Linked DNA regions of Mus musculus: regions 2, 3, 4 and 5 are each linked to region 1. The links are chromatin contacts, called in public promoter capture Hi-C maps. All regions are on one chromosome and are shown on one strand. The core of a region is the stretch at or near the end of the contact, and the rest is flanking DNA. Distances in the headings are between cores, read along the strand shown.

Region 1 (5,712 bases), core at 1,768-4,267:
ACAGTCTAAAGTAGCTCCAGGCACTAAAAGTGTTATTAGTTTAACTCATTCACTGCTTAGAACAACTCCACGTAGTAAGCTAGCAGTGTGTTCAGGGTTTGAAGCACTTATCTTACAAGTACAAGGCTCTTGGTTCAATTACCAGGACCTCAAGACAAAACACGCTGTACGTACTGGTATTTTCCACTATACTAAAATAGAAGCTGACAGACAAATAAATGTAAAATAGAGTATTCAAAGTTACACAAAGTAGCAAGAGCTTGAACTGGAATGTGAACTCAGGCAGGCTGGTTATGAATCACTGGCTGCCCCCATGCACAAAATGACACCACAGCCCATGTATTTCTTTTCTCTACTTAAGGAAGTTCCAGAATATCTCAAATGAGTAAAAGAAAAAGGATAGAACAATAGACAGTGTCAACAGTCTCTAGGTGGTAGAGTAGTGAGGATTTTTCCTCTGTTCACTTCATAAATAATGAACACATACTTTAAACAGCTGCAAGCCAAACTGCATCTTGGAGCTTCTGTGACATGCTCTGTGTGGTTTTTTTGTCAACCTGACACACCTAGAGACCCCTGGGAAGAGGGAACTTCAATTAAGAAGTTGCCTCTATCATATTGCTGTGTGTGTGTGCCTTTAGGGTATTTTCTTGATTAATGATTGACATGAGAGAGCCCAGTCCACTGCGGGCTGTGCCACCACTAGACATGTAGTCCTGATTTATATTAGAAAGGAGACGAGAAAAATTGAAAAATATTTTAAGTAAATTATCTAATGCAAAGAGAAGTCTCCTGGAAGCATATGTAGTATGATTTTTTTAATGCTTCTGGCTTATTGGATTATCTTCAGTAATAATAATAATAATGATAATGTTTGTACAAAATTATGAAAATGGACTAGTTCTGCTCTTCTCTATTGCTACCACTAGTTTTGCTTCTCTGCAGCAGCCATGATACCCAAACTAATAAAAATAATATACACATATGCTTTCCTGACAGTAGATGACAAACAGGTGATAATGGTAATCTATGCATTTTGTAAATTTGGTTTTCTGGTAGCTAAAACATACTTTCCATACAGATAACATTAAAACTGCTAACCAAGCTCTCAAGCTAGCACACACTGTTAGAATAACTTGGAGGGTGCCTTCATGGACCCCTACCTGGCATTGTGACTTCATGGCTATGGCCTTGGGAAATATGGGCATGAAGCACAGTTGGAAAGATTGTAACATGGTGAACAATAGCAGGGATGGGTCAGGTTATGAAAGTTGTGCGTCTCTAGGTCAAGCCTCTTTTCAAGTTGGCCGGCTTTCAGAAAACAAGGATTTCTTTTGATGCCTCTTGCAATTATTTCCATGTCCAGTTAGATTTTAATTTTTAAAGCCTTAAACTGATAACAGGTATGGGTCAGATTTCTAAACAAGATTTCAAATAAAATATTTAAAACAAAACCAACTTATTTCTCTTAAATAAACAAAACCTCCATGGTATCTGTCAGATGAAGGAGAGGATGCCAGAAACCAAGGGTGAGAAAAAAAACTTTTGCACTGAAAAGGGATTCAAGTTAAATGTATATAACAGAATTACGATGAGATAAAATATGGACAATAAAGCTAAAAGGATTTCCAAATTTTGTATTACTAGCAAACTGACTTTTACAATGCACATTTTTAAGGCGCTAAATGTCTCCAAAAGAAAAGCCTTAATACCTGGTAATCATGGCACACACTAGAAATAACTTTTCAGACTGGAAATATGAGCTAGTTCGCTGTGGTTACAGGCACAGCATACAAAAGCCATGACACCATTCCTAGGTTCTTGCTGCATTTGGCTGTTAGGACTACAGTTGGCCAATGAAACCAGACTTAGACTACTGCTTTTCCAAGGGTAAACACTCTCTATGGAAATAAGGTATACCTGAGATTTTTGCCCTTGGGCTTCCACTCCTGGGAAGAGCTCCATCCAGAGACTGAGCAGGGTGAAAAGGTTCACTTTAGAAAGCCTTGGTATTTGACCTACAAAAGAGAAGGCAAGCACTTCAGAATTTCACTAGTGAAGGCAGAGGAGCTAAGCTCAAAGCTACGAGTGAGCTGCAGATGGTCTGGCAGGCAGGAGAATAAAAGCTTCCTTAGCAAGAGTGGCCACAACCTCACTTTCAGTGACCTCGGGTGGCACTTTCCAAAGTTGGGTGCTTTTTTTTTCTCCAGCTCACCCCACAGGTAAAATAGTAAAACTGATACAAAGGCTCTGGAAATAATCAATCAATCAATAGGATAAGGGCTCCTCTCTGATGTAGCCGAGGAGCAAGGTCCCCACCCCTACCCCTCTGGAACCTGGCATTGCTAAAAGGGCAATGGTTGGAACATGATTGATCTTCAACCATAAGGCAAAACTTGAGGGAGGTATCACGGGTGGTGAATTTGCCAAAGCGCAATTTCAGGCTCTTCAGCTCCGGGATACTGACTCTAGGTGCAACCACCCACCAGTGCAGGACAGGACGCGACCTATGAAGCCTGGACAGCACAGTGTCCGGGACGCGCGCCTGGCAAGGAGACCAGGGACGGCGGGGCAGACAGGAGTCGCTGTGAGTCACAGGGCAGGCAGGGTGTCAGGGAGGTGCAGTATGTGTGTGTGTGGGGGGGGGGGGGGGAGTAGCAGGCTAGCAGGGCGGGAAGGAGACATAGAGCAGGGAGGGTGCTGGGCTGTGCGGAGACACAGGACAGGCAGGATGCGGAGCTGGAGGGAGACTCGGGCAAGCGTGCAGAGCGCCAGGAGAGGGGCAGGGCGGGAGAGAAGGCCACCGCACTCACCCGTCATGCTGCCCGTCTGCGTGCCGACTGACCTCTCGGCCCCGGAACCCTCCAAACTCTGCATCTGATCCGTTTCTTTCATCCCCAGCCCAAAGGCCTCGGCCCAGGACAGCTTGCCCGGTCAGGCATGATAGGTTCCTTGAAGCTCGCCTACGGCCACCTCTGCGGCCTGTCAACAACCGCTTGTTCTGCGCAGCAAGATGACGTCTCGGTATGCCCCCCCCATCGCTTCCGGCGCTTAATGTGACGTCAGAGTCCGGCGCACCGAGGTGGTGGTGGTGGTTATCTATCAGTTATGCTACTCTGTGTAGCAGGCTGTGTTCAGTGATTTTTGCAGAAAGAAGGACGCTTGAAGTTGTCTTGGTTCGGGACAGTAGGGGACCAGGGTGGAGGACTTAAACAGAGAGAGGCGAACATAGAACCGGAGTGGGCGAGGTGGGGGAAGCAGGGCCATCGGAACCCAGCCGTCAGATGTGGGCGGATCCCAGGGTATTTGGTTCTGCTTCATATCCAAACTCACACAAACTATGAGAAGAGAACTGGGAGGATCGAAGAGTTAAGTAGACAGCGGAACCTGAAAAATCTGAGTTGTCCGTCCCAATGAATTTGTAAATAGAGCGTACGTGTGCGCGCTTACCGTACAGAGGGTATCTTCCTCTATATGGCCCTCCAAATGTTTGTTTTGAGAATGGGTCTCTGCTTGGATCTGGAGCTCACTGGTTGGCTACACTGGAGCTTCATCCTCCTGTCTCAGACTTTACACACTTGTGACTACAGGCTGGTGCAGCTTTACTCAGACCTTTTTTTTTTTTTAATGTGGGTTTGAGGGATCCAGAAGGAACTCCTCAAGCTTATATCTAAAGCATGTACACAATGAACCATCTCCTCAGCCCCCAGTGAAAAATATAAAGTGTAAAATGAAGCCTGGAGAGGTCAGAAACATGGCCCAGCAGTTAAGAACACTTCCTACTCTTCCAGTGGGTCTGAGTTCAGTTCCCAACACCCACATCCAGAGTGGGTCACTACAACCCTTAACTCCAGAGATGGATATTTGAACAAAAATTGTAAAAATAGTTTTATTTTTATTTAAAATATAATATCATTACAAATCTCCCCCCTCCCCGAGGCCCTGATCATTTTTAAATTAATTCATGGTTTTTCTTTAACCACTATTGTTTATATACATGTATTATATATGTATATAATATATACACACATATATCTCTACATATATGTGCTTGTATGTATATGCTTTTAGGACTGATCACTTGGTACTGGATAACTAGTTGAGGGGACTTATTCTTGGGGAAGACTAATTTCTCCTCTGTTATTATTTACCCTTCATCTAGATATGGGACCCCTGGGAGATTTCACCCATGTTGGCAAGTTAGCTGGTGTTGGCATTGTTCGGGTCTTGTTTTGGCAGCCATGTTGTTGAAATTTTGTAGGTGGAGCTTTCCTGCAACAACTAGAAGACAATGTTCTGACAGCTTCCTGATCCTCTCTGGCTCTTACAGTCTTTTCATCCCCCTCCCCCCTTTCTGAGATGATCCTGAACGTTAGGTGTAGGGGTTGAGTTCTAGATCCAACCTTCAGGACTGGATATGCAAGGTCAGTTGTTCTCTACATTTTGAGAACTGCTGTTGCTACTACCTTCCTCCTCCTCTGCTCCATTCTCTCTCTCTCTCTCTCTCTCTCTCTCTCTCTCTCTCTCTCTCTCTCTCTCTCTCTCTCTCTCTGTGTGTGTGTGTGTGTGTGTGTGTGTGTGTGTGTGTGTGTGTTTGTCTTTTTAAGAAAGGGTCTCACTGTGAAGTCCTGGCTGGCCTAGAACACACAGCGTAGACTCCTGAGTCTTAGAATTAAAGGCATATGCTAGCATGCCCATCTTGATAGATAGATAGATGGATAGATAGATAGATGATAGATAGATAGATAGATAGATAGATAATGCTGAGGAGAGATAAGAGTTGCATTTACCTGGGAGTGTTAAGATAAATGTTTAGAAAGGAGTTAGGAATTATACTGGTATGATAGTTCCAGGAGTCTGCCTGGCATTGAATAGGTTGAAGTGGGTCACAGAGTTGTACATAGAGGTAGCTTAAAGACTGGTGGTCTCAGAGGAAGGTTTAAAGACTTACAGTCTCTGGACATCTACCTCTCTAACTATAATGAATGCTTGCTGGTAATTTCTTAAAAAGAAAATAAAACAAAACAACCCTAAACACTTTCTTGTTCACTCTGAGGGTTAAAGAAATGCTATCTTAGGTGATTAATACCTGTAGCCTAACATCAGGGGATCAAGTAATAAAGTAATTGCTAGTGCGTTTTTCTCTTTTGCTCAGAAGTCCCACCTCTTGCTTGTCAGGCAGGAAGGAGGTTTGGAGCAATAAACTTTTATTGAACCAGGAGAAGAGAGACACTCCCAGGAAGAAAAACTTTTACACAGAAAATATGCATAAACTCACACACATTCATATACAAATTTATGCATGCATACTCATACACCTTCATATAAACCAGTTGGTCTAAGCTACATATTTATCTCATAATTACATACTTACACACATACGTCTATACTTACATATGCATATGAAGCAAAAGATCAATGCAGAAAGAACTCACTCATTCTGGATGAAGAAATGAGCCACAATCTTTATTGCATAGAGAAAGAAAAAGCTTCTACCATATTTTTGCTAAACCCAAGTCTGTAAGGAAAAAAAAAAGCATTGTCCTCTTTAGTAAGACTAAGCTTGCCTTGCTATTAATAAAAGACTTGTTCTACCCCATGGTAAAGAGAAGCCTACCTGCTCTTTCTTTGTAGCCTTTTCTTTGTCCTCTTTCTATCTGCATTCTGCCTATTACTCTCTTACTTCCTAAGTTTCCTTTTAATTTCTAAGTT
Region 2 (5,712 bases), core at 2,397-4,896, 1.7 Mb before region 1:
GGAATGCATATGAAAGGGAGAGAGTGATTTAAACTCTAGACACACTGTCTTCTAACTATTCACCTTCATAAGGACTCCATCAAGGAGCCACGAGAGTATTTTAGTCCTTTCTGAAGGCCCCAGCACCCCACCTCAACTCAGTGACCTAGCTTTCTCCAGTTAGTCCCAGTTCTTCCAAATCCTACCACCTGTGGGAACTAAAGGGGGCAGGGGAGGGAGGACAAGGGAGGATAGCCCATGTCCTGCCAGAATTCCTCCTATGCTCTGGGCAGGCAGACGTGGGAGGGCTGTCAGATGCTTTCCACTCGGTCCCGGGTGGTCATCTAAACCACTGACCCCTCTTGATGGGGGGTGGACAAGGGGCATTCCCTGACTGGGTTCCCTGGGGGCAACACCCTGTAGCCCTGGAGTTATGGGAAAGAGGGCATAGAGGGAGAGGTTCCCATACAGGCGAGAGTCTGCACAGCGGGCCTTGATGAACAGAGACAGTCTGTGGTTTTAGAGCTTTATTGTAGAAAGGCAGGGAGAAAGAGAAAAGGTAAGAGAGAGAGAGACCGGCCATGGCCAAGAGGAGAAAGGGGAAAGGAGAGAGAAAGAAGAAAGGCTAGAAAGTAAGAAGGAGAGAGAGGAAGAGAGTGAGAGAGAAGAGAAAGGAGAGGAAAGGAGAAAGTAAGAAGAGTATAAATATAAGAGGAGTAAGAGAGTGAGGTGAGGCCAAGCAGGCCCTCTTATAGTATGCTGTTATCTTTTCTGTTGCTAGTAACTGGGGAGGAGTCTAGCCTGAAGGTCAGAAGCTTGGGACATTGTCTACGTGACTACTAACCATGCTTCTCTTGTGGGGGCTGAAGGGGCAGTAACTTGGACAGGAGGCAGGGTTCTAGGAGACATGAGAGAACTCCTTCCATCTCATGTAGGTGAATTATCACCACCGGGTCCAGGGGTTCAACATCTAGCCTTGACCGGAAACCAGGTTGTCTGTGCATAGTCCAATGCCCCACAACCACCTTTAAACATCACTCCACTGGGGGCCAAGCTTCAATCATGCATTTTTGGGGATGTCAAATGGCATCCAGACCATAACAAGGTCTTTAAGGGTTTAGTAGGGAAAATACAGATTGTAGAATCAGATATTTGGGTTCAAGTCTCCATTTCATCTTTCATTAACAATGGATGTTGTAGATTTTGTCTATTATCCTCAGACTAGGTTCTGCTACTATATAACGAGTGCCATTTTCATAGCATTTGTTATGGGGATTAAGTGAAATTTTATGCATAATACATGTATATATGGGTAGGCTTGGTATGAAATAAGTAGCTGGGCATGGTGGCATGCACATTTAATCCCAGTACTCAGAAGACAAGAGGCAGGCAGACCCGAGAGTTCAAAGCCTGGTCTACAAGAGTGTGTTCTAGGACAGTTAGGGCTACACAGACCCTCTCAACAAACGAACAAAAACAAAATAAAAAATTCTTTCACACAGAATTCACAGCACCAAGTCTTTAGACTTGCCACACCCTGGTGAATGTTTACAAGTGCTCAGAAGCAGCTGCTGTTGGGTGAAGGAAGAGGAAGGAAATGAACTGTGGCCTTTGTTCTCTGGGTGGCGGTTTGAATGAGAATGGTCCTCAAATGCTCCTGGAACTATTTGGAAATGACTAGGGGGCATGGTCTTATTAAACTAAGTGTGTTGCTAGGGTCTGGCTTTGAGGTTCAAAAGCTAGCCCATTCTGAATGTTTTCTTTCTCCCTTCTTCATGGTTGTGTCTCAAGATGAGAGCTCTCAGCTACTGTTCCAATGCCATGCCTGCCTGCCTGCTGCCGTGCTTCACACCACGGTGGTCATAAGCTCTAACCCTATGGCAGTTTAAGCCCCAAATAAGCGTTTCTCTTTGCAATTTGCCTTGGTGATGGTGTCTTATCACAGAAATAGAAGAGTAACTAAGACAGTCCTCCCTCTAGATAGGCATCTATTTTTATTTCCTGGCTCAGGGTCATTTTATCATACTCCACATTAAGTATTGTAACAGCAGAGCTGGAGAGAGGGCTCATTGGTTAAGGGCACTGGCTGTTCTTCCAGAGGACCTGGGTTCAATTTTCAGCACCCATACTGCAGCTCACAGCTGTCTGTAACTCCAGAATCCAACACAGACGCACACGCAGGCAAAACACCGGTGCACATACAATAAATAAATTAATTTAAAAAGCATAACAGAAAATTTGATTAAAGAAAAAGAAGTGTTTGAAATAGGTATTAGGGAATTTTAACCAGAGAGAGCACTGGAGTAACACAGAGAAATCCCTGCTGGAAGCAACTATCATGTTCACGGCCTGAGCATAAAGGCAAGAGGTTGGAGTTATTGTAGTCTAGAGGCTTGAAGGAACAGTCAGTCCTACGCGATTAGGAAAGGATGCCCAGAGGAAAAGGCTAGTGGGGCTTCGGAGAGCACAAACAATGGAGTTGGTTCTAGGCTTGCCAAAAAAAAAAAAAAAAAAAAAAAAAAAAAAAAAAAGCAGCCAGAGACTGGTACTGCAGGGATGATGCAGGGATGCAGGCCGAGACTGGAGATATCACAGGGCTTGTTTTCCAACCCCAGGCTTGAAGCCTCCCTTGTACTGCTCACTGTGGGCAGAGGTCAGGATGCTGCCAGCCAGCAGGTAAAGGCAACCAGCATCCCCAGGTCGCTGCCTAGCATCATAGAGCCCAGTGTGTATGGAAAAAGGAGGCTGGAACAGTGAGACAATCCCTTTTCCATCTGCAGGATCCTGCAACTTAATTTATACACTGTCTTAATTAGGGTTTCTATTGCTGCAATGAAACACCATGACCAAAAGCAAGCTGGGGAGGAAAGGGTTTATTCAGCTTATACTTCCACACTGCTGTTCGTCACCAAAGGATGTCAGGTTTGGAACTCAGACAGGGCAGGAACCTGGAGGCAGGAGCTGATGCAGAGGCCATGGAGGGTTCTGCTTACTGACTTCTCAGTCTGCTTTCTTATAGAACCCAGGATCACCTGCCCAGGGACAGCACCACACACATGGGCCTGATACTCCTCCATGATCATTAATTGACAAAACACCCTTAAAGCTGGATCTTAAGGAGGCATTTTCTCAATTGCGGCTCCCTTCTTTCAGGTGACTCAAGCTTGTGTCAAGTTAACAGAAGACTAGCCCAGCATACCCTCTCACACTTGAAGTGGTCGCCAAGAATTCAATCATATAATCTACTTATCCCTCTTCATGGTGCTGGATATTTATGTGATTTCCAGATTTTAGTCTCTGAAATGATGCTGTAATGATAGTTGATAAAATTATGACTCAATATATTTGAGGAGAAAATAGTCATAGTTTGTCTTTTTCTGGGCCTTAGAATTAGTGTTTTTCTCACCATCAAATACTTCTCACAAATCCTCTGCAAACCCGAATGCTGTAAGCAAAAAAACGTCATCTCTCACTTCACTCTCGTGGAAGGAGGATCGATTCCACCAAAACAAAGGCACACCGCCATCAGAAAAGCTCTGGTGGTGAAGACTCGGAAGGAACTGCCCCGGGCTTCATTTCCTTCCTCTTCAAATACAGCCCGTCGCCAACCAGCGGGCAGCAGGCGCAGTCTTCTGAATACTCACCAGGGCGTGGCAGTTCATGCTGCCTGCAGTGTTTTCTTTCAGACTGGCCTTTGAGACAGTCCTTGCCTTGCTCCTACCTTCTTCCGTGCGGGTGCCTGGGCATGGTTTTGGGATGCAAGGGCGCCATCTTGTGGGACTTTCGTGTTGAATTCTATTTCTTTGAAAGCGTCCGCACTGAGACTGCGATCACTTTTCTCTTTTTGTCTCAATTATCCTACGGTGCTGACGAGGTTGTACTGTGTCACGCTCTCTCTCTTTTTTTTTCGAGACAGGGTTTCTCTGTATAGCCCTGGCTGTCCTGGAACCCACTCTGCAGACCAGGCTGGCCTCGAACTCAGAAATCCGCCAGAGTGCTGGAATTAAAGGCGTGCGCCACCAACGCCCGGCTGAGGTTGTACTGTCAATTTGAACTCCACATTTTGAGAACATGTATTCTTTCTTATGATGATTCTTAATGTGCCTACATTAAAAAGTAATTTAAATTAAGATTTTATTTATGTATTTATTTTTACTTATTTATGGGTGCGAGGGCCATGTGGAGATTACAAGGCAACTTTTGGGAGTCAAGTTCTTTCTTTCCAATATGTGGGTCCCGAGGACTGAAATCAGGTCATCAGCCTTGACAGCAAGTGCCTTTAGTCACTGAACTATCTCATAGGCTCTTGAAGTTTTATTTATTGGAGACAGGGTTTCTTTATGTAGCCCTGGCTGTCTTGGAGCTCTCTATGTAGGCCAGGATGGCCTTGAACTCAAAGAGATCCATAGTGCACATGTATGTGGCAGTCAGAGGACAACTTGTAGGACCGTATTCTATCCTCCCACCAGGTGGGTTCCAGGGCTTGAACTCAGATGGTCAGGCTTGGTGGCAAGCACCTTTATCTGCTGGGCCACGTCAGTAGCTCTAGTTGCTGATTTACATAAACTGTGGTCGGTCTAGGTCTCACCCCCTGCGTCTTCAGCTTACTACATGGACTTATATTCCTGCTGTTCAGTTCTAACTCAGTGCCATCTTCCTTGGCACAATTTATTTCTTTAGTGGTGGACACTGGTGCAGGCAGTCCTGACAGGAAGCCCTTGGAGCCACCCTCTGACCGTTAGCATGTTTCTCTGGGGACATTTGGCCAGGAGGCAGGCTTGCTCTAAGTTTCCTTAAGATTGTCAGTGTGTAGCCAGCAGACACAGGGATCTTGTTTCCTGAGTCCATGCTAACACTCCTAGATCACATCCTACTTTTTGCCAATCTGGTAAGTATGGGTTGGTGTCTTGTCTTAATTTGTATACTGCTCAGAGCTTTCTTGGGGACTCAGGCCAATCTTTGTGCTCTCTCCCCTCTCAAGGTGAATGCAGTCATCAGCTGCTTCTTCCCTCTTCTCCCTCCTTCTGCTCCTCCCCTCCTTCTGCTCCTCCCCTCCTTCTGCTCCTTCCCCTCTTTCTGTCCCTCCCCCTCCTTCTGCTCCTCCCCTCCTTCTGCTCCTCCCCCTCCTTCTGCTCCTCCCCCTCCTTCTGCTCCTCCCCTCCTTCTGCTCCTCCCCTCCTTCTGCTCCTTCCCCTCTTTCTGTCCCTCCCCCTCCTTCTGCTCCTCCCCTCCTTCTGCTCCTCCCCCTCCTTCTGCTCCTCCCCTCCTTCTGCTCCTCCCCCTCTTTCTGCTCCTCCCCCTCCTTCTACTCCTCCCCTCCTTCTGCTCCTCCCCTCCTTCTGCTCCTTCCCCTCCTTCTGCTCCTCCCCCTCCTTCTGCTCCTCCCCCTTCTTCTGCTCCTCCCCTCCTTCTGCTCCTCCCCTCCTTCTGCTCCTCCCCCTCCTTCTGCTCCTCCCCTCCTTCTGCTCCTCCCCTCCTTCTGCTCCTCCCTCTCCTTCTGCTCTTTCCCCTCCTTCTGCTCCTCCCCTCCTTCTGCTCCTCCCCCTCCTTTTGCTCCTCCCGTTTCTATCCCCCCCCACCATTCCCTCTGCTTCTCCTTGTTTCTCCCCTCCCTTTTCCTTTCCCACATAGAATCTCACTTTTGCCCAGGTGTGCCTCAAACCCTTGAACACAAGTGTATCTTCCCCCCAGCTTCCCACATAGCTGGAGTTATAGAAGCCTCTGACTGTGCCC
Region 3 (5,712 bases), core at 924-3,423, 1.5 Mb before region 1:
CAGCCTGCTCTCTAACACCGTGGATGAGACTGCTGTAAATACCACACAGCAGGGTTCTTCTGCAGTGGAAACTTGTAAGCCAGACTCAAGAAGCCAGTGCCCGGACTCCCGATGACCCCAGACTGCGGCAAAGAGGTGTGGGAGTGGACAGAGGGGAGGGTCACCTGGCCCCACTCTTTTCCCTTGGGGCCTTGCGGGAGCACGCTTTCTAATCCCGGGGGCAGGGGAAGGTCGCTCCAGGGATGGGCACCTCCAACGCCAGCGAAATCTGCAAATTCATTGCTTCCTCCGTCTTTGGGGCGAAACCCTCTGGTCGGAGTAGGGCCAGCCCCAGGGCTTCGCCGCCATAGGCTGACTTCTCCCCCAGAAAAAAGCCTTTTATTTGCTTCTCTACTGCAGGGCTCTGGTCTTTGGACTTTGCTTCCCTCTCGCACGCCGTCGGGAGCTGCGCTCAAGTCTTAGCAACTTTCACCATCTTGACCCGAGAGTCTAAGACAATGTGAACAAAGAGGAGCGTGGGGGGGGGGGGGCGGGGGGGGGCGACGACCAGGCCTTCGGGCGGGCTGCGGAGACAGTGCTTGTGTTGGGGACGCCGCGCTCAGCGGATCGGGGTGCTGGCTGGTGGCTGGGCGCGTACAGCGCCACCGGCGGCCCCTGCCCCTGGCTGCCCTGGGCAGTGCGTTTCTTTGTCCCTGCATGGGGCTGGGCTCAAAGGCTGCTGGCCTCGAGCAAAAGCCCTGGCCCGGGACCAGAGCTCCGGCTTCCAAGTCACCCGCGGCAGCGAGCGAGCCCTGAGCAGCGAACAGCGCCCGTGCCCAGCCGGCGGCTCCTGTCTGGCTCTTAGGCTATGCAGAGAGCTTCGGGCCATGGAGCAACCCTGGAACTCGAGCCTTTCACTTCCAGGCAAAGTAGAGCTCAAGGTGGCAAAGCCCGTCCTGAGTAGCTTTGTTTGGGGGCGAGAGAGAACTCATTGGAACCTTCTCCCTGAAGACGCACACTCAGATCTGGGGCGTGAGTCGAACTCAAGGACAGGGGCTGTTTTCAGGCGCCCTGGGTGCCCTTTGCTCCTAGCCGCGGGAACCTGGGGGGAGGCAGGACCCGAACAACTCAAAGATGCGAACCAGAATTCCCTTAACAAACCCGAGTGTGGGCCCACCAGTGTGTGTGTTTTGTGTGTGTGTGTGTGTGTGTGTGTGTGTGTGTGTGTGTGTGTGTGTGAGGGAGAGAGAGAGAGAGAGAGTGAGAGAGAGGGAGAGAGAGAGAGAAGAATCTGACTCACACCCAACTGTCTTACCTGCAATATTGTTTGCGCGTCTGTAAGTCTGGCTGTAGAATGAAAGAGAAACTGCCCTGTCCAACCAAGCTCCCTACACCAACCCTTCCCTCCCAGTCTATTTTATAATGCGACGCAAGGTTACAGAGTCCGCGCGAAAACTGCTTTCTCAGTTCCCCTCTGACCCTGCGTCTCTAGCAAGCTAGATTTCTTGTGGCCGAATGTCTTCGGGCTGCTGCTTCCCGTCTCTGGCACCGCGTCTCCGGCGTCTCTAAAGCCGGGTTTCCTAGGTCGTCCTCCCGGAGAAGTCCCGCGCTCTGCCCGCCTGTGCCCGGCCTGCGGCAGAGCGGCTCGAGCGTCAGGGCGGGCGCTAGGACCGGGCGGAGCGGGGCGGCCGCCGCGCTACCTTAAACCCGGCCCAATGCCGCCGCCTGCGCCACTCTGCGCGCCGGCGGGGGCTGCGCAGGAGGAGCGCTCCGCGGCCACGGCGCTGCGCGGCCCGCGCGGCGACACCTGTTCGCGGCAGCCCGGGCAGCACGCGAGCTCCGGGACGCGGTCCTCGCCCGCCGCTTGCCGCTCGCCTCACTGCAAGCCGCTGGACCTCCGCAGAGCCTCTGCAGCGTTCTGGATACTAGCTTTGGACGCCGAAAGTTTTTTCCCCCTTCTTTTTGTTATATTATCTTTATTTTTTGGAGGAGGGACTGGGAGGAGAGATTTGTCGCCGCCGCCAACGTGAGATTTTTTTTTTCCCCTTGAAGGATTCATGCTGATGTCTGCAGAGTCGGTTAGAGAGTAAAAACAGCGCATGCCTTTCTGGAGTCAGGATCCGTAAATTCTGACGTAGCCCGAGCATCTTAAAAATCCCTGTAATATCGCCCAGGCACTTACGTTGCTATGGTCATTCTGATCTCTAAGCAAATGGAGAAACTACGGATTTTTTTCCCTTATTACGGTCGGATGGGATGAAGACCTTTCTGCCTGCTGAGAGTCGAGGCTCCATATGTAGCGATGCATAGCTGTGTTGATCAATGTCAGTGTGTGAGTATAAAGTGGTGGCTTCTTAGACTATCAGTGGTTTGACCTTGAACCTGTGCCAGAGAAACAGCCGATTACTTTTATTTATGCATCGGATGGATTGAAGAAAAGAACCCTTTTTCCCTCTCTGTCTGCAACTGCGGCAAGGGAGGGGAGTTGGATATACCTCGCCTAGTGTCTCCTGGTTGATACCATCATTATTGTTTATTCTTGTGCTTAAAAGCCGAGTCCTCTGATGGCTCCCTTAGGTGAAGTTGGGAGCTATTTCGGTGTGCAGGACGCGGTACCGTTCGGGAACGTACCGGTGTTGCCGGTGGACAGTCCGGTGTTGCTAAGTGACCACCTGGGTCAGTCCGAAGCAGGGGGGCTGCCCCGGGGCCCCGCAGTCACGGACTTGGATCATTTAAAGGGGATTCTCAGGCGGAGGCAGCTGTACTGCAGGACTGGATTTCATTTAGAGATCTTCCCCAACGGTACTATCCAGGGAACCAGGAAAGACCACAGCCGCTTCGGTAGGTATGCCTTTAACCCCTCACTGTCCACGCGCTGACACGGTCAGATTATTAACTACCAGAAAGGTGGTGGTTAGGCGGGGATGCTCGAAGGGCTATATTCTCATATTCATAACCCCTGCCCCCCACATCTTTGAGTATCTTGCCAGCCCAGGGAGGGGAAAAAGCCTCCGGAATTGCAGATCTGCGTCTGGCATTGGTGCAACTTCACCCTCAGAAGGCCCTTCTTTTCTTTTTCTTCTTCTTTATTTTTCTTAAAGGAGGGTGTGTGAGTGTGAGTATGAATATAACCCAAAGCCCAAGTTTTTTCATTTGATATGTGAGACGATAAGGTTTAAGAAGTTTCTTTTTAAACGGACCCATTTCCATTAGTTTAAAGCTTTAACCACTAAGAACTTTAAACTGCATCCAGTTTCCTGTAGGTAGCTGGTATCTTGCTCAAATTAAGTTTTTTTTTCTCCCTTCCCTTTTCCTCTAATAAGCATTCTGCCTGAATTGTAAATTAAGCGTGTCGTTTATTCCCGGTGGCTGGTCTGAAATCTCTCAGGCAAAGATTGCTGGGTGATCTGGGGGAAGCACTGAAGTCGTGTTTTAGATCCGAAACATCCGGGGCAGAAGCCCCTGGGGAAACTGACCCGAGTGGGGGCGGAAATCCCACTAGGGGTGCCGGCTCTTCCATCCGTTGGTTCCCAACCTCCGCTTTTTAATTTCCACAGCGTGTAGCCTTGTGTGGGTTTCCTGAGTGGCTTTCTGGTGTGAGTGTTTGCGTGCGCTTGCAAAAGCTGCAGGCTCATTTTAAAGGGCATTCCGAAGATTTCACGTTCCGAGCAGGGTACTTGTGACTCAGCACCGAAGGCTGCAGACTCAGGTGGGGACTCTGCCCACTTTCGTGCCTCCACACACGTGCCTGGCGGGGCACCTTCAGTGGTGCAGTGCTAAGTCAGCGAACACAGTTCTGCCTGGCGTTGGGGCGGGGGCGGGGTGTGTGGAATCTAGGTTTTTCCCCTTATTTAAAAAAAAGAAAAAATAAATCCACAGTTTGGGCAACCAGACTGTTGGAAGGAGTTAACTCCTGAGTGAACCCACCTGACAACACTTAGACTAGGTCGTAAAACCAAGTCCTGTGGTGATTTTTCTTCCTCATGCCTTAATGCCAGATGTTGAACGAAATCTAAACTAGGTGTTTAGCTTCATGGTCTGTGGATGTTGCCGGGAGGTGAGGAGGGTCCAGGCCTGGATGAAGATAGTCTAGATTCTTGAGGCCCAGGGTTTCCCCCTTGGCTCACTACTGAGGCTGGGCTCAAAAGTGAACCCAGTCAATTTTCCCCACTTGACTTGTGTCCCCCTCGCTGCTTAAAAACAGAAAGTGTAGCTCATTGCTGCGATTATTCCTTCGAATGCTAACCTGATTAACCTAACTATCTTCCCACCACCCCGTAAGTAAACGCCGCTGCTGCCTGCCTGTCGCTAGGGAAGACTAAACTTTACTGGAGTGCTTGTCTAGTTGGCCACCTTAAGGACTGCTACGGAGCCGGGTTTCTGGAGCAAGCCAAGCAGCGGGAGGCCGGTGGCGGCGGGGATCGAGTGTCCTAGGGTTCAGGGCAGCCAGCTTGATGCCCGGGCAGCCCGCTTGATGCCCGGGGCAGCTGGAGCCCGGTCCTCCCGCGCTCCGGGCCGGCAGGTGCGGGCTCAGCCCCCGGCCCCGCGTCGCTCTCGTTCCGCGCGGTCCTAAGAGCGCTCGGGTTCTAACTCCCTTTCCACGGTGCTCCTGTGCGCCCCTCCGTACTGCGGGGACCGCTGGGGTTCAGGGGAGGGAGGACAGGGACCGACACCTTTCTGGTCGCGTGTCGGGTGTCCGACTTTTCTTTTTTGCCCCTGTCCAGTCCCCTTGCTTTCTCTTTGTGTGTGAGTGCGGGTCTGGTGGCGCTGACAGCCGCCGCCCGAGGAAGCGCGGTGGTGGTGTGCGGTGTGGGAACCGCTGGAGGTGCGCACCGCAGCCGGAGAGTTGGTGGCGGGGACGAGGACAGACTGGAGGTTGGAACTGAGCTTTGCGGTCTCACGCAGGGTCACCCCCTTCTTTCTGAAGCGCGCAGCAGGGTTTGGGAGAGTCCTAGGGCTCCGCTGGGTCTGGGAGGTGGGTCGGGGGCCCCTGGCCAGGCGAGGCCACAGTAGCAGGGGTGGGGGTGGGGGTGACAAAGGGCCTCGCAGGCGGTGCAGGGGGTGGCATGCTATTGTTAACCACTAGCCTAGGGAAGGCATCCGGATCTAGTCTCACAGGAGCAGAAGGCCGGCTGCACTCGGAGCGCAGGGCTGCAGGGGCGCTGCGGCCAGCCAAAGCCACCTTTATTGTGTGCATTTCCCGGTCCCAACCCGGGGTGCTTCAGAACTGGGCCCAGGTCACTGGATAGCCCTCACACTTCGGACCCCTCCACGTACCTTCGCCCCCACCTCCCAGCTTTTCTTTCTTTCTTTTTAAAAATGCAGTAGTCACCTTTAAGATAGGACGTTTGCCACGCGCACTTGATACATCAGATACTGAGTATCTGTGCTAGGATGCAAGGGCGGGGAGCGCGCGCGTTCAGGGGTCAGCGAAGAAGGACTGCAGGTACCGCCCGCCGCAGAACCCAGACTATCAAACAAAAAGCCCCAACCTCCTCACCCCGCCCCGATCCTAGAGGTTGGAGAATGTGTCGCCAAGGAAGTGACATCTCTACTTTCTGGTTCCGCACAGTGTGTGTGTGTGTGTGTGTGGGGGGGGGGGGTGTTGGTAGGAGGGAAGCGGAAGCCCCGGCCCATGCTGGGGACCCCCCAGTGCAAGTATAGCAGGTCGGCCCGGTGTCTGCCGCGGGGGGAAGGGCGCGCCTGGTTCTTGGCGGTGCCACTCACCCTCGT
Region 4 (5,712 bases), core at 2,362-4,861, 1.2 Mb after region 1:
TCCTCAGCCTGCTTGTTACGATGTATTTCACATATCACCTTTCCCTTACCCAGGACATCCTTTGCATGCGTGGGTGGTGGGAAGAGTGCTGATGCCACGGTCTTGCTCTAAGGGCTGTATTATGTCTGCTGTTAGGGAATGCAATGGTCAATGAGCTGGGGTTACAGCTGAGCAGGCATGGCGTTTGTAGAGCACGCGTGAGTTCCATTTTCAACACCAGGAACAAATATTTATTCCATTTCATGATGAGCAGCTTTAAGCTGATGTCAGTGAGACACCCCAGGAGGCTTCAGATACTTTATTTTCTAACATGTGTGTCTATGCTACACAGTTCAATGAATAGTTGGGCTGAATCTATAATAACTTTCTCGGACTTCCATAATCAAGGTGGATGGCTTAAAACGTCAGAATGCATCCTGTCATGGCTCTGGAAGCAGAAGTGCAAGGTCCCCATGTCAGCAAGACTGAGACTAAGTCCCTGAAGGAAGGTTCTTCCTTGACACAGCTTCTAGTAGCCCCTGGAGTCCCTTGGTTTGAAGTGCGTCACTTCAGTGTCTCTGCCTGTAGCTCTGCATTGGTTTCCTTCTGTAACAGCACATGCCCAAATTTTCCTCTTCTAATGAGGAGTACACCAGTCATTTTGGATTCAGATCCATCCCAATATGATTGTATCTGTAAAGACACTACCCCAAATAAGGTCTGATTTGCAGGTATCAGAGCTTGGTACTTTTACTTAACTTTTTTTTTTTTTTTTTCGAGACAGGGTTTCTCTGTATAGCCCTGGCTGTCCTGGAACTCACTCTGTAGACCAGGCTGGCCTCAAACTCAGAAATCTGCCTGCCTCTGCCTCCCGAGTGCTGGGATTAAAGGTGTGTGCCATCACCGCCCAGCAGAGCTTGGTACTTTAAAAATGTCTTATAGGGAGACACAATTCTACCCACAATAGTCTGTCCTCTAGACTTGCCTCCAGGTTGATGTCCTTCCTATGTCCTATCAGTCAACAGACCTGCCCTAACATACAAAATTCCAGCATTATCATTTATGCCTAAAAAAATCATCCTTGAAGTCATTTAAATCAGCAACAAGAGGGACCTGTTGTGTGGGACATCTGGGAAGAATCTAGCGAGATGGAAATCTTTAGTCCGGCAAGTTATTTGCTTTCAAAGTACAGTGTTAGGTTAGACATAAGATGCCCATTAAAGGGAGACAGGAGAGGCAAAAAGGGCCCAGGAGTTTCAAGCCAGTCTGAAACCCAGCAGGGAAAACCCCAGTATTTGAAATGGTCAGTCTTGCCACAACGCTGTACTTCCTTATGCGATCTCACTGCGGGACTCTTAGGGAGTGTTTCAGGCAGATTTTCTTCCGGCCCACCTGGGTACCTGGCAGTGATGGTGAATTGTCCACACGTATCCGAAACTCAGATGCTCACTGGAATGAACATGCTTTTACAGGTGGTTTCCAAACCCTGGCTGTGATGGCTAGCTAATCTTCACTGTCAACATGGCCAATATTAGAAGCGCCTTTGAGACACCCCTCTGGTCATTACTGTGAGAGCTTTTCCAGAAAGGTTCAGTTAAAGAGAGATGGACCTGTCCTGAAAGAGAGTGGTACTGTTCCAGGGGCTGGGGTCCAGACTGGAGAGAAAGGAACACAGGAAGTGCTAAACTAAGTACCAGCACTGAACTCTCTCTGCTTCCATCCACCCCACTGTGAGGGGAACTCATGCTATCACCACTCTAAGCTACTCCTGTGTCCTCTCTCCCTCCCTCCCCCGCCTCTCTCCCTCCCTCCCCCGCCTCTCTCCCTCCCTCCCCCGCCTCTCTCCCTCCCTCCCCCGCCTCTCTCCCTCCCTCCCCCGCCTCTCTCCCTCCCTCCCCCACCTTTTTCCCTCCCTCCCCCGCCTTTTTCCCTCCCCCGCCTTTTTTTTTTTTTCCCTCCCTCCCCCCCCCCCCCCCCCCCCGCCTCTCTCTCTGTGTCCTCTCAACCCCACCTCCCAAAGGCTGGGATACCACAGTCCCTTTTCTGTCTACTGCCCCCCCCCTTCTACCCAGAACAATCTCTCAAGGAAAAATCGAATTTCTCATAATGAAACCCTTCCTTCTAGGCATGGTGGCTCCTGCCTGGAATCCCAGCACCCAGGAGGATGCTGAGGCAAGACTGCCAGTTTGAGCTCAGACTGGGATACATGGTGAGTTACAGCCTGGAACACGGAGTGAGAGCCTGTCTGCAAACCAGTCAAACACACACAAAACCTTCAAAATGTTCATTTCTCCCCTACCAAGGTCTATAAAGCAGATATGACTGCCACCCCTCACGTCACCTTCTGCAGGAGAGATGACTGCACCTTCAAAAGAAAGCTCTGCTTCCGGCAGGACCCTACACCCTGAACCACGGTGGTGTGGCTGTCCTTCCTCTGGAGAAGGCTAGGGGTGTAGAAAGACTTCCCCAAGCTTTCCCAAGTCTGCACTGTCATTTCTACTTTCCCGGGCACTCGACCACAATTTCCCAATGCCCTCCCTCCCAGCCTCTGCCTTCCTTTCATTTTCGCAGTAGGACATTTCACATTAGTCCTGTCTGTACTGATTTAGATTTTAGACTATCGTGATGAGACACTGGGAGTTAGATCGACTCCCTGGTGGGCAGGCAGAGAGAAAGGGGGGGGGGGACCATGGCTAGGTGATGATGGTGGTGAATCTCCAAGATGCCCAGCTTCTTCCTCAACCTACCGTTTTCCTCTCCCACCACCAGACCCCATTGCTGATGGACCTGCTCAATGAAGTCAAGACTGGGTCAGGACATGTCACACAACAGTTCTGGGCCAACCAACCACCCTAGATTTCTTCAAACTCTCCAGCCCTAAATTAGGAGCAGAAGGCTCTGCAGAGGCTTAAAATAATAATAATAATAATAATAATAATAATAATAATAATAAACCCAGCCCCTGAGAGGAGTCTCTCTCTCTCTCTCTCCCTCTTTTTCTCTCTCTCCAGCTTTCTGAGTCCCCTTTGCAGAGAGTCTTTTTCTGTGTGCCTGTTGCAGGAAACACACACCTCACTCACCTTCCTTCTACTCCTAATTCTGTCCACGATGCTTAAGATTTCTCTGCTGCTCCATGCTGGTCTTCAGATTTTTCCTGCCTTTTAATTCTTCGGCTGGCAGAAACAACAAACCTGACCAAGACTCCTAGACTATATCATTCCAAAACCCTTAGACCGTATCAATAGTTTCCAAAGTCAAAATAGATGATAATTCTCCAATAGTTAATTCACATGGCTATACACAACCATAGCTGGTGGGCATGCAGACATGGAAGTGACTTCAACAACTTTTGGAGAAGACAGGTGCCTTGGATTTCGACTGCTTGTGGTTTCTTCTGGATCCTTTCACGCGCCGCCATTGAGTCTCCTCTGAGAATCAAGAAAGCATCAAGAAAGCATCTTGAGTTCTCACATTCATTCCTGGCACCTGTAAAAAGTTCCAATGCCTGACCCGACTTCCTTCTCCCTGTGCCCTAGTACCACTGTCAAACTCAAATCCAGGACGTTTCTTCCTCCAGACACACGAGGGCGCTACGAAACTGGAGCTGCTCAGAAGGCGTGGAGGGCGACGCTCTTCCTAACGATTGTTAGCGTGCTCAAGTCCGGGTCTGCCCTGCGAGTTCCGCGGCGTGGGCTGCTGCCTTGGAAACGCGGGGCGCGCGCTTCCCGAGCCTGGCAGAGCCGGGGTCCGGAGGATGCTGCTGGCGGCCGGGGCACGGTACGCCCGCCGGCTGTGCGGCCGGGGAGCCGCGGCGGCTCTGCAGGGACGCACAGGCCGGAGCTGCGCCCGGGACGTCAGTACTAGCTGGTCCCCGGTGGGCGCCGCCTTCAACGTCAAGCCCCAGAGCCACCTATGGAACCTGTTGGGGGAGCGCCGGGTGAGCGTGCCGTGGGTCTGGGCAGCGCGGGCTCCGCGTCTGGCTGAAAAGGGACTGTGCCGGGATAAGCGCACCCCGGAGCGGCTGACCCAGCGGCAACTCAGCCTTTCCTCTACTCAAGCTCCATTCTTTTCCTTCTGGCTTCAGAGTTCACATTTGCCCTTGGCTTTGTAACGACACTCTTGCTTTGAAAACTCCATCACACCTTAATTGTCCACTTCAGGCTGCTCTGAAACAACCTGTTAAACTAGGCATAGTGGCTCTTGTAAGACAGTCTTGATAGGTAGAGGCAAGAGGGTACAAAAGACAGTCCTTTGGGCTCCGAACTGACTTTGAGACTAGCCTGAGTTGCTTAAGAACCGGCGGTAAAACAGAAAGCACCTACAGAACCCTACTGAGAAAAATCAGATTTCCTGTCGTGCTTTGTAGTTTATTGCATAGCCTACGAAGTCATCAGAATTGCTTGGCTATTTCTACTCTGCCCTTGGTGGTGTTGGACACTTGATAATGAATGAGGAAAAGGCAGGAAGACTGAGGAAAGATTTTTGTCCTAAAACAATGATTTTTCAACCCTTCTAATGCTGTGACTCTTTAATACAGTTCCTCCCGATGCGGTGACCTCAAACCATAAGATTATTTTGTTGCTATTTCACAACTAATTGTGCTACTGTTATGAATTATAAACATCTGATATATGAACCCCCAGGTGGGTTCTAAAAGTGTTTTTTTATTTTTTTATCTTTTCACTGTTGGGCAGCTTTCTAAAGACAAGTCTGGGATATAGCTTCATTGTACTTCATGGCATATCTCTGTGTTTAACTTTGTCTATTTGAAAGTTCTTTCTTATTATATAAATTTTCCTCCAAAACCCATAAAGGTCGATGATGCTGGTATTAGTGGAGTTGGTGTTGGAAGTGCCTTTTAGCAGAAAGATAAGCTTGGTTTTGGGTGGATGAAATAGAACTGATTTCACCTGTATTTTAAACCATTGTTTAGTGTGTGTGTGTGTGTGTGTGTGTGTGTGTGTGAATGCATGCAGGTCTGGAAGGCGCAGGCCAGAGGACAGCCTTTCCGGATCTGTAACCTTCAACCTTTTGGAGGTGGAGTCTCTCTTGGTTTTGCTATTGGACTGAATACTCAGGTTATCGTTCCTGCTCCTATTTGGTTCTTGAGCTTCTGGGCTGTTTTCTTGTTTCTATCTTGATGTAGGAGGACTGCTGGGATTATAGTTGCATGCCACAAACATTTGACTTTCAAGCTTTTTTTATTTTTTTATTTTATGTGTTTTGCCCAAATATATGTAAATTCACCACATGCGCAGTGTCCGTGCAGGCGAAAAGAGGGTGTTCTATCCCCTGCAACTGAAGTTGTAAACAGGTGGTAAACTACCATATAAGATGCTGGGAATAGAACCCCGGTCCTCTGCAAGAGCAGTAACCACTGGGCCATCTCTCCAGCCCTTCTTCCCAAGTTGTTTTTAATTATGTTTTTGTTTGTTTGTGTGTATAGGTGCCTGTATGTCCATATGCCTGGCTTTTAGGACTTGGGATGCATAGATGAGAAGATCTGAAGTTCCAGACTCAGTCACAGGAAACAAAAAGAATTTTAAAGCGTATTTCCATATCCGTAAAAGGGGAATGTACTCCCGGTTCTAGAACTGTGTGATTTAGCTGAGAGAATCTGTGTAAAGTACATGGCACACTTTGGCCTGCGTTATATTAAGCATCAGCTTTCTCAGGGCGCCAGGATTGGTGCTCCAGCTGCTGTTCAAAGATGGTCATTCGCATTAGATTAGT
Region 5 (5,712 bases), core at 1,637-4,136, 1.1 Mb after region 1:
CGTCTACCTTAGTCGTATATTCATTTTTATTATTGTAGACCTGCTGGCATTCTTAATGTCTCACTGTAACTTGTCTTGGTCCCCCAAAGATCTCTGAAACTGCAGAGTTAATTCAGTCTGGAGTAAAGTTCGGCTCATTTAATCCACGGTTGATTGTGTCCTCGCTGTCTATAGCTCTGCAGAGTGGGAGGGGACAGCAGGCATCTGCTCCGTTGTCACACCTGCCTGGATCTCTGAGCTCACTCAGCCTGTTCATTTGCAAAGGTCCTGGTGACTGAGGATGACTGGCCGCAGGGCTCAGCCCTGGAGGAGGAGCAGAATGAGGCGCCTCGAATCTCCAGGAGGAGGTGGGGCTCGGGACGCCGCACCCGGCCACGACCACTGTCTGACTATGGCCAGCTGGCCGGCAGAAGCTTGTCCATTCCTGAAGATGCCATTGCTGCAGACCCTCCAGATGAGGACCACGTGGACAGGATGCACCCAGCAAGTGTGACTACCACCAGCCAGGATCCATGCGCCCCCTCAGGCTCTTGCAGGGGAGGCCGGAGAAGGCGACCTATATCTGTGATTGGAGGGGTCAGCTTCTATGGCAACACCCAGGTAGAGGATGTGGAGAACCTCTTGGTCCAAGTAAGAGCTGGTTTCTTCAACCATGGCCAGCAGAGACGCTCAGCTCCCTGCCTCTGTCCTCCCTGCAGACTAAACTGGACACTGCTTTTCCTTCTGGAGGGGGACATACCTCCTCACTCCTTTTCTTCCTGACTTTGAAACCTACTTGGATCCACACTAACAGTCCGCTCTCTCATCATCTGCTTTCTATTCTCCTTTCCTGGAGCCTCAGCTCACAGCACAGACTTGCCATTAGTCTGAAAAGCCCTGAGACCTGAGCCGGGGGGGCCATAGCCTGGCTTTATCTGGTTTACTTCCTGAGGGGAGTGATTTTCGAAAGACTTAAGTGGTCCGTTATTAGAATGCAAACATAGGAACAAAGTAAAGATGAAAGAGAAGGGACTGGGGTGGGGGGTTGGCGGGGTGGATGTAGCTCAGTGATAGCATTTGTCTTCATGCAGGAAGACCTGTGTTCCTCCCATCCATCCCCCAAAACAAAGCAGAGGACCATGAGAGGAGAACTAACTTCTCTGTCTTCTAAAATCACGTCTGTCCCCAGTGATTAATCACCAACCATTCCTAGAACGGACCCAGGCTCGGAACATCCTGGGCGAGCTCTCTACCATAAAGCAACACCACCTTGCCTTGTTCTGCTTTTGGGTTGCAGGTTAGACCATCAACACCATTGGCCCCCAGCACATCTGGCAAGGATTTCTTAAGTGCCTAGTGAGCACTTTAAGGTTATGGAATATTCATGTAAAGGCTCTATCTTGGTGAAAGTCAAACTTCTTTGCTTAGCTGTGCCAACTAACTCATGAGCATACTCATACGGTCATGGAATAGTTTATATAATAACTTATATGCTCAGTTTCATATTGAAAACCTGCGAGGTGCTTTCTTAAATTACCTGTAAAATTCTCTGGGGCGGGGGTGGGGGGAGAAATTCTATATTGGGCTTGGGCTGTGTGTTAAAGTTTTTCCTGCCAAGCTCAGCACAATGTCCTGCTTGTAGCAAACACTCTAAAACCCTTGCTTAAGTCAGTTGAGTTGAATTCTTCAAGTAAAGTTATAAGGCCAGTGTGGTGGCACACAGCTGTGACCCCAGCTCTTGTGAGAAGGAAGTGGGGGGGGGGGTGAGGAATTCAAGTCCGTTCAGCCAAGGGAGACTATTGTGGGTTATGAGACCATGCCTCAGAGACAAGCAAAAGACACAAGCAAAAGTGAAGTTAAAGATATGACAAGGTCTTTAAGATCCTTTTGTTTTCAGGTGCTCCACTTGTTGGGAAATATTTCTAACTAAACTAAAGCAAACTGTAATGTATCTAAATGCAAGGCACAGTTGAGGCAAGGATAGTCAGAGATACTTAGAACACACTTTGTTTCGGATCGTCAAAATAGTATTGTGCCCCAGACATGGTGCTTGTGCCTATAATTCTAGAATTCAGGATGCTGAGGCAGAGAACTTGGGGGATTGAGGCCAGCCTGGTCTACAAAGTGAGACCCTAGTATACACCCTAAAAAGCCCAGGAGGGGAGACAGCTCATTAGTAGGGGAGACAGTTCTTATTCCTCTTATAGAACACCCATATGAAGCAGCTCACTTACACCTTTAACTGCAGTACAAAGGGATCAGACACCCTCTTTGGGCCTCTGCAGGTACCCACTCATATGTCTGTCTGTCTCTGTCTCTCTGTCTCTCTCTCCCCCTCTCTCTCATACACCCAAACTATGTAAGATAAAAAACAATTTTAGTGAATTATTTATTTTAACTTTATGAGCATTGGTGTTTTGCTTGCATGTATGCCAGTGTGAGGGTGTCAGATCCCCTGGGACTGGAGTTACAAATAGTTGTGAGCTGCCATGTAGGTGCTAGGAATTAAATCCAGGTCCTCTGGTAGAACAGCTAGCACTCTTAATCCTGAGCCTCCTCTCCAGCCTCCTAAATAAGTTCTTTTTAAATAAAAGCTGTCACTGGAGATCTGTGACCATGCCTGTGTGCTGTGGTCCTGCCCTTGCATCCTCGGATGCTGCTATGGTCACCGTGCTTTCCTAACTGTCGCTCACAGCTCTGCTGCTGCCTCAGCCTTCCTCTCCCTCAGAGGCCTCTCTTTCTCTCCCTGTTCCCCACCGGCATGTCTCTCACAAGTAGGAAGAAGTGTGACAGAGCCAGCTTTGAAGCTGCCTGTTGGAACTTTAGAACAGCCTATTGCTACAGAGCTTGGTGCAGCATACAGCTGCTGGCGGGGGTTTGAAGAAGACACTCCACATCTGCCAGTGGCTTCAAGGCGAGAACACAGAACTGTTTTGTGGCTCGCAGGAGCTGAGACTTCCTGGCACCTTCTCACAGCTTCTCACTTCCTTTCACAGCCAGCAGCCAGGCCTCCTGTGCCTGCACACCAAGTTCCACCCTACAAGGCTGTGTCTGCCCGCCTCCGGCCCTTCACCTTCTCTCAGAGCACTCCCATCGGGCTGGACCGCGTGGGGCGGCGACGGCAGATGAAAACATCCAATGGTGAGTCTTGGGGCTTCCTGGAATCTTTTGTCTGGGACCAGGGAGCCTGAGGCACCAAGGGATTCTGCACTTTTCCCATCTTGTGGCCAGGGCAGTGTGGAAGTTATTATCTGGGTTACTCAGGATTTCAAACTCCTGTCAAGTCTGCATGTCTCTTGAGTTGCTGCAGAGCCATGCCAGGGTAAACCGATGACCAGGCTAGAGACCTAAGGTTCTGGTGTGGAGGGTAGTTTTTTGGTTTTTTGAGGATGCAGGAATGGGGAGCTGAACCTCGCCTGGCTTCTGCCAGCCTCAGGGCTCCCTGGCTGGCCCATGCAGCCTGTCTCCACCTGCACACTCTGTGACATTCGCCCTGTTGCAAATGTGCCTTCTTTTGTAAGGACATCCGTCTCAAGTGGGCCCCTTCCCCACCCCAAGGCCCTCATCCTAACTCGCCACCTGCAAAGACCGTGTTTCCATCTAGGTCACAATTAGGGGTCTGGAGCAGGGATGCCACCATCATTTGGGGGTTCAGGTCAATCAAAAGTGCTTTAGCGAATTGTCCCGATGTCTATCATGCCTGCATGTGCTCAGATACCAACAAGGATCAGAAAGGCATGGAAAACACTAGGTTATGAGGAACAGAGGGGGTCTCTCCTCAGCCTTCACATACAGCCAAGAAGCCTGTTTCATGGTCTATGTGACTTTTTTTTTTTAATTTATAAAGAAAAACAGAGACAAACCTCTTAGGGTTCTTTGTTTGAAAACAGTAAAACTAACTGACTAGTTTAAGAAAAAAGGGTGTTGGGGTGCATTCATTTGGTGGGGTGCTGGCCCAGCACTCACAAAGCCCTGAGCTTAAACCCTAATGTAAAACGGCGCAGAGTGGAACATGCCGGGAGTCTCAGTACTTGGGAGATGGAAGCAGGAAAACCAGAAGTTCAGGGTCCTCCTCAGTTACAAGTGTGGGGCTAACTTGGGCTACGTGAGACTCTGAATTGAAAGGAAAAAGAAAAGATGGCGTGGTGGTACACGCCTTTAACCCCAACACTTAGACAGATCTTTGAGTTTATGGCCGGTCTGATCTATAGAGCTAGTTCTAGAACAGCCGGGGCTATACAGAAAAGCCTCATCTAGAAAAACCATAGAGGGAGAGAGGGAGAGGGAGAAAAAAAGGGGGGAATGAATTAGGAAGGTGTTGGGTGCTCCCATATAAAACATTGAGGATAATACGATAGCTCCTGGTAGTCACAGAAGGTTGGGCATGGTTCCACCAGGAGAAGGGGAAAGGCTAGCCTGCCCTACTCTACTCTCCAGTTGTACTTGCAAGAGTCAGGATCCCAGGAGGGAATCTCCAGCCACTTGAGCCCAGTGGCCTGTTCATGGTGTAGGTGGTGGGGCAAGGTCAAGGTCTGGGAGTCCGTTTGTGGGCTCCGCATTTGGACAGGGGTTTAGCCCCCTGCCGTCAGTGTTAGTACAGGAGAAGGGTAGGCCTCGCTCCCAGAGGTGACACCCAGAGGTGACAGAGCTCCTCCATCCCTTAAAGCTCTGTGAGAGGGGAATGATTGGCAGGGAACTGTTGGCTAGGACAGGGGCATCGTGAAGGAGAAGACAGCAAGGTGGGGTATGCCCATGGCCAAACCTACACTGCTATACCTATACCATTTACACAGTTAATCCACTGGAAATAGTGAGAAGAGTTATATCTTCAATGAATATGCCCAGACTCCTCTCCGTTGAGCATGAACCCAGGGTCTCACATGCTCCGTGTTCCAGCTCCACCCTTTTCATGACCTACGCACTAGACTTGAGCAAGTGTGCACATGCTGTTTACATTGTACAAGTTTTGTGAGTCATCTAGAGATGATTGCGAGTATTCAGGAGAATGTATATGTTATATGCTAAGGCAACTATTTTAAGTAAAGGGGCTTGAGTATCCACAGAGGAGCTTGTCATCCAAAGGACCCTCGGATACAGAGGGGTACTGTACACTCCAGCATTTGAATGGCTTCCTGGTAGGATTCCCTAAGTCACTAGTGCTCGCAAGAAAATGAGGAGGGGTGGGGGAGGACAGGAAGGGGCAGGAGTGACCCTGAGTAGTCACCAGAACCTGGGTGATGAGGAAGAGTGAGTGAGGTCCCCTGGAGCAGCAGCAGATGTTCCACCAAGGTTAGCAAGGAGATCAGAGTGACTGTGCTCAGGAGACATGGACAGAAGAGGGCACTGTGGTCAGGGGTAGTAGCTAAATGGAAGGCAACTCATTCCTGAGGACCAGGGCTTCTGAGTACGATGTGGACCCATTGCCAATTGGAAAATGGTGGGTTCAAGTTTGTGCTCCAATTAAAAACAAGACAGAGCTGGATGTGGTAGAACACCCCTTTAATCCCAGCCCTAGGAAGGCAGAGGCAGGTGGATCGGAGCTTGGGGACACCCTGGTGTACAGAGCAAGTTCCAGGACAGCCAGGACAACACAGAGAAATCCTGTCTTGAAAAACAAAAGAAAAGCAAAACCTCTTTGTGTGTGTGTGTGTGTGTGTGTGTGTGTGTGTGTGTGTGTTGAGCGTCTGAGGGCACAGATATGTCATAGGATGTCTAGGGCGGTGGCTCCTGATT

What was found. Promoter capture Hi-C pulls out the DNA fragments that hold promoters and counts their contacts.
Region 2: a promoter capture Hi-C map of pre-B cells shows a contact between it and region 1, with 2.8 times the contacts expected there. The contact joins the enhancer-like site here to the promoter of Cdadc1 in region 1. A contact is called at or near these places in 5 of 39 promoter capture datasets (hippocampal neurons, liver, maxillary cranial neural crest and 1 more) and 1 of 115 datasets of contacts at active chromatin or transcription factors (astrocytes).
Region 3: a contact with region 1 is called in a promoter capture Hi-C map of liver, with 7 times the contacts expected there. The contact joins the promoter of Fgf9 here to the promoter of Cdadc1 in region 1. A contact is called at or near these places in 7 of 39 promoter capture datasets (the 3T3-L1 cell line, embryonic stem cells, liver and 2 more) and 2 of 115 datasets of contacts at active chromatin or transcription factors (astrocytes and large pre-B cells).
Region 4: a contact with region 1 is called in a promoter capture Hi-C map of pre-B cells, with 6 times the contacts expected there. The contact joins the promoter of Mipep here to the promoter of Cdadc1 in region 1. A contact is called at or near these places in 8 of 39 promoter capture datasets (the 3T3-L1 cell line, 3T3-L1-derived adipocytes, the C10 cell line and 5 more), 3 of 484 Hi-C or Micro-C datasets (B cells, CD4 T cells and pre-B cells) and 2 of 9 other capture datasets (embryonic stem cells and liver).
Region 5: a promoter capture Hi-C map of pre-B cells shows a contact between it and region 1, with 5 times the contacts expected there. The contact joins the enhancer-like site here to the promoter of Cdadc1 in region 1. A contact is called at or near these places in 6 of 39 promoter capture datasets (the 3T3-L1 cell line, 3T3-L1-derived adipocytes, embryonic stem cells and 2 more), 2 of 15 datasets of contacts at CTCF or cohesin (large pre-B cells and pro-B cells), 54 of 484 Hi-C or Micro-C datasets (the 3T3-L1 cell line, the AML12 cell line, B cells and 35 more), 8 of 115 datasets of contacts at active chromatin or transcription factors (the 230-238 cell line, T-cell acute lymphoblastic leukemia, astrocytes and 5 more) and 2 of 9 other capture datasets (embryonic stem cells and liver).

The regions. Positions count from the first base shown.
Region 1 is chr14:59,594,942-59,600,653 of GRCm38.p6, forward strand. Cdadc1 (cytidine and dCMP deaminase domain containing 1) reads right to left here and starts at 3,018. Exons shown (of 10, transcript NM_027986.3): 1 at 2,814-3,018; 2 at 1,921-2,018. The coding sequence starts at 2,895.
Region 2 is chr14:57,907,030-57,912,741 of GRCm38.p6, forward strand. No RefSeq gene overlaps it. Among named protein-coding and RNA genes, the nearest start is that of Zdhhc20, 20 kb to the left of the region's middle. Within about 2 kb of position 3,647, at least 286 of the 459 cell types and tissues checked have an H3K27ac peak or open chromatin away from gene starts, as enhancers often do. A contact at or near this core is called in hippocampal neurons, liver and pre-B cells, where this site is marked.
Region 3 is chr14:58,070,513-58,076,224 of GRCm38.p6, forward strand. Fgf9 (fibroblast growth factor 9) reads left to right here and starts at 2,174. Exons shown (of 3, transcript NM_013518.4): 1 at 2,174-2,820. The coding sequence starts at 2,544.
Region 4 is chr14:60,780,955-60,786,666 of GRCm38.p6, forward strand. It overlaps Mipep (mitochondrial intermediate peptidase), which reads left to right and starts at 3,612. Exons shown (of 19, transcript NM_027436.3): 1 at 3,612-3,916. The coding sequence starts at 3,734. Mipepos (a long non-coding RNA gene) reads right to left here and starts at 3,595. Exons shown (of 3, transcript XR_001781278.2): 1 at 3,519-3,595; 2 at 3,060-3,407.
Region 5 is chr14:60,706,450-60,712,161 of GRCm38.p6, forward strand. It overlaps Spata13 (spermatogenesis associated 13), which reads left to right. Exons shown (of 13, transcript NM_001033272.2): 3 at 265-630; 4 at 2,976-3,120. Among named protein-coding and RNA genes, the nearest start is that of Gm41165, 25 kb to the left of the region's middle. Within about 2 kb of position 2,887, at least 90 of the 459 cell types and tissues checked have an H3K27ac peak or open chromatin away from gene starts, as enhancers often do. A contact at or near this core is called in the 230-238 cell line, B cells, CD8 T cells and 11 more, where this site is marked.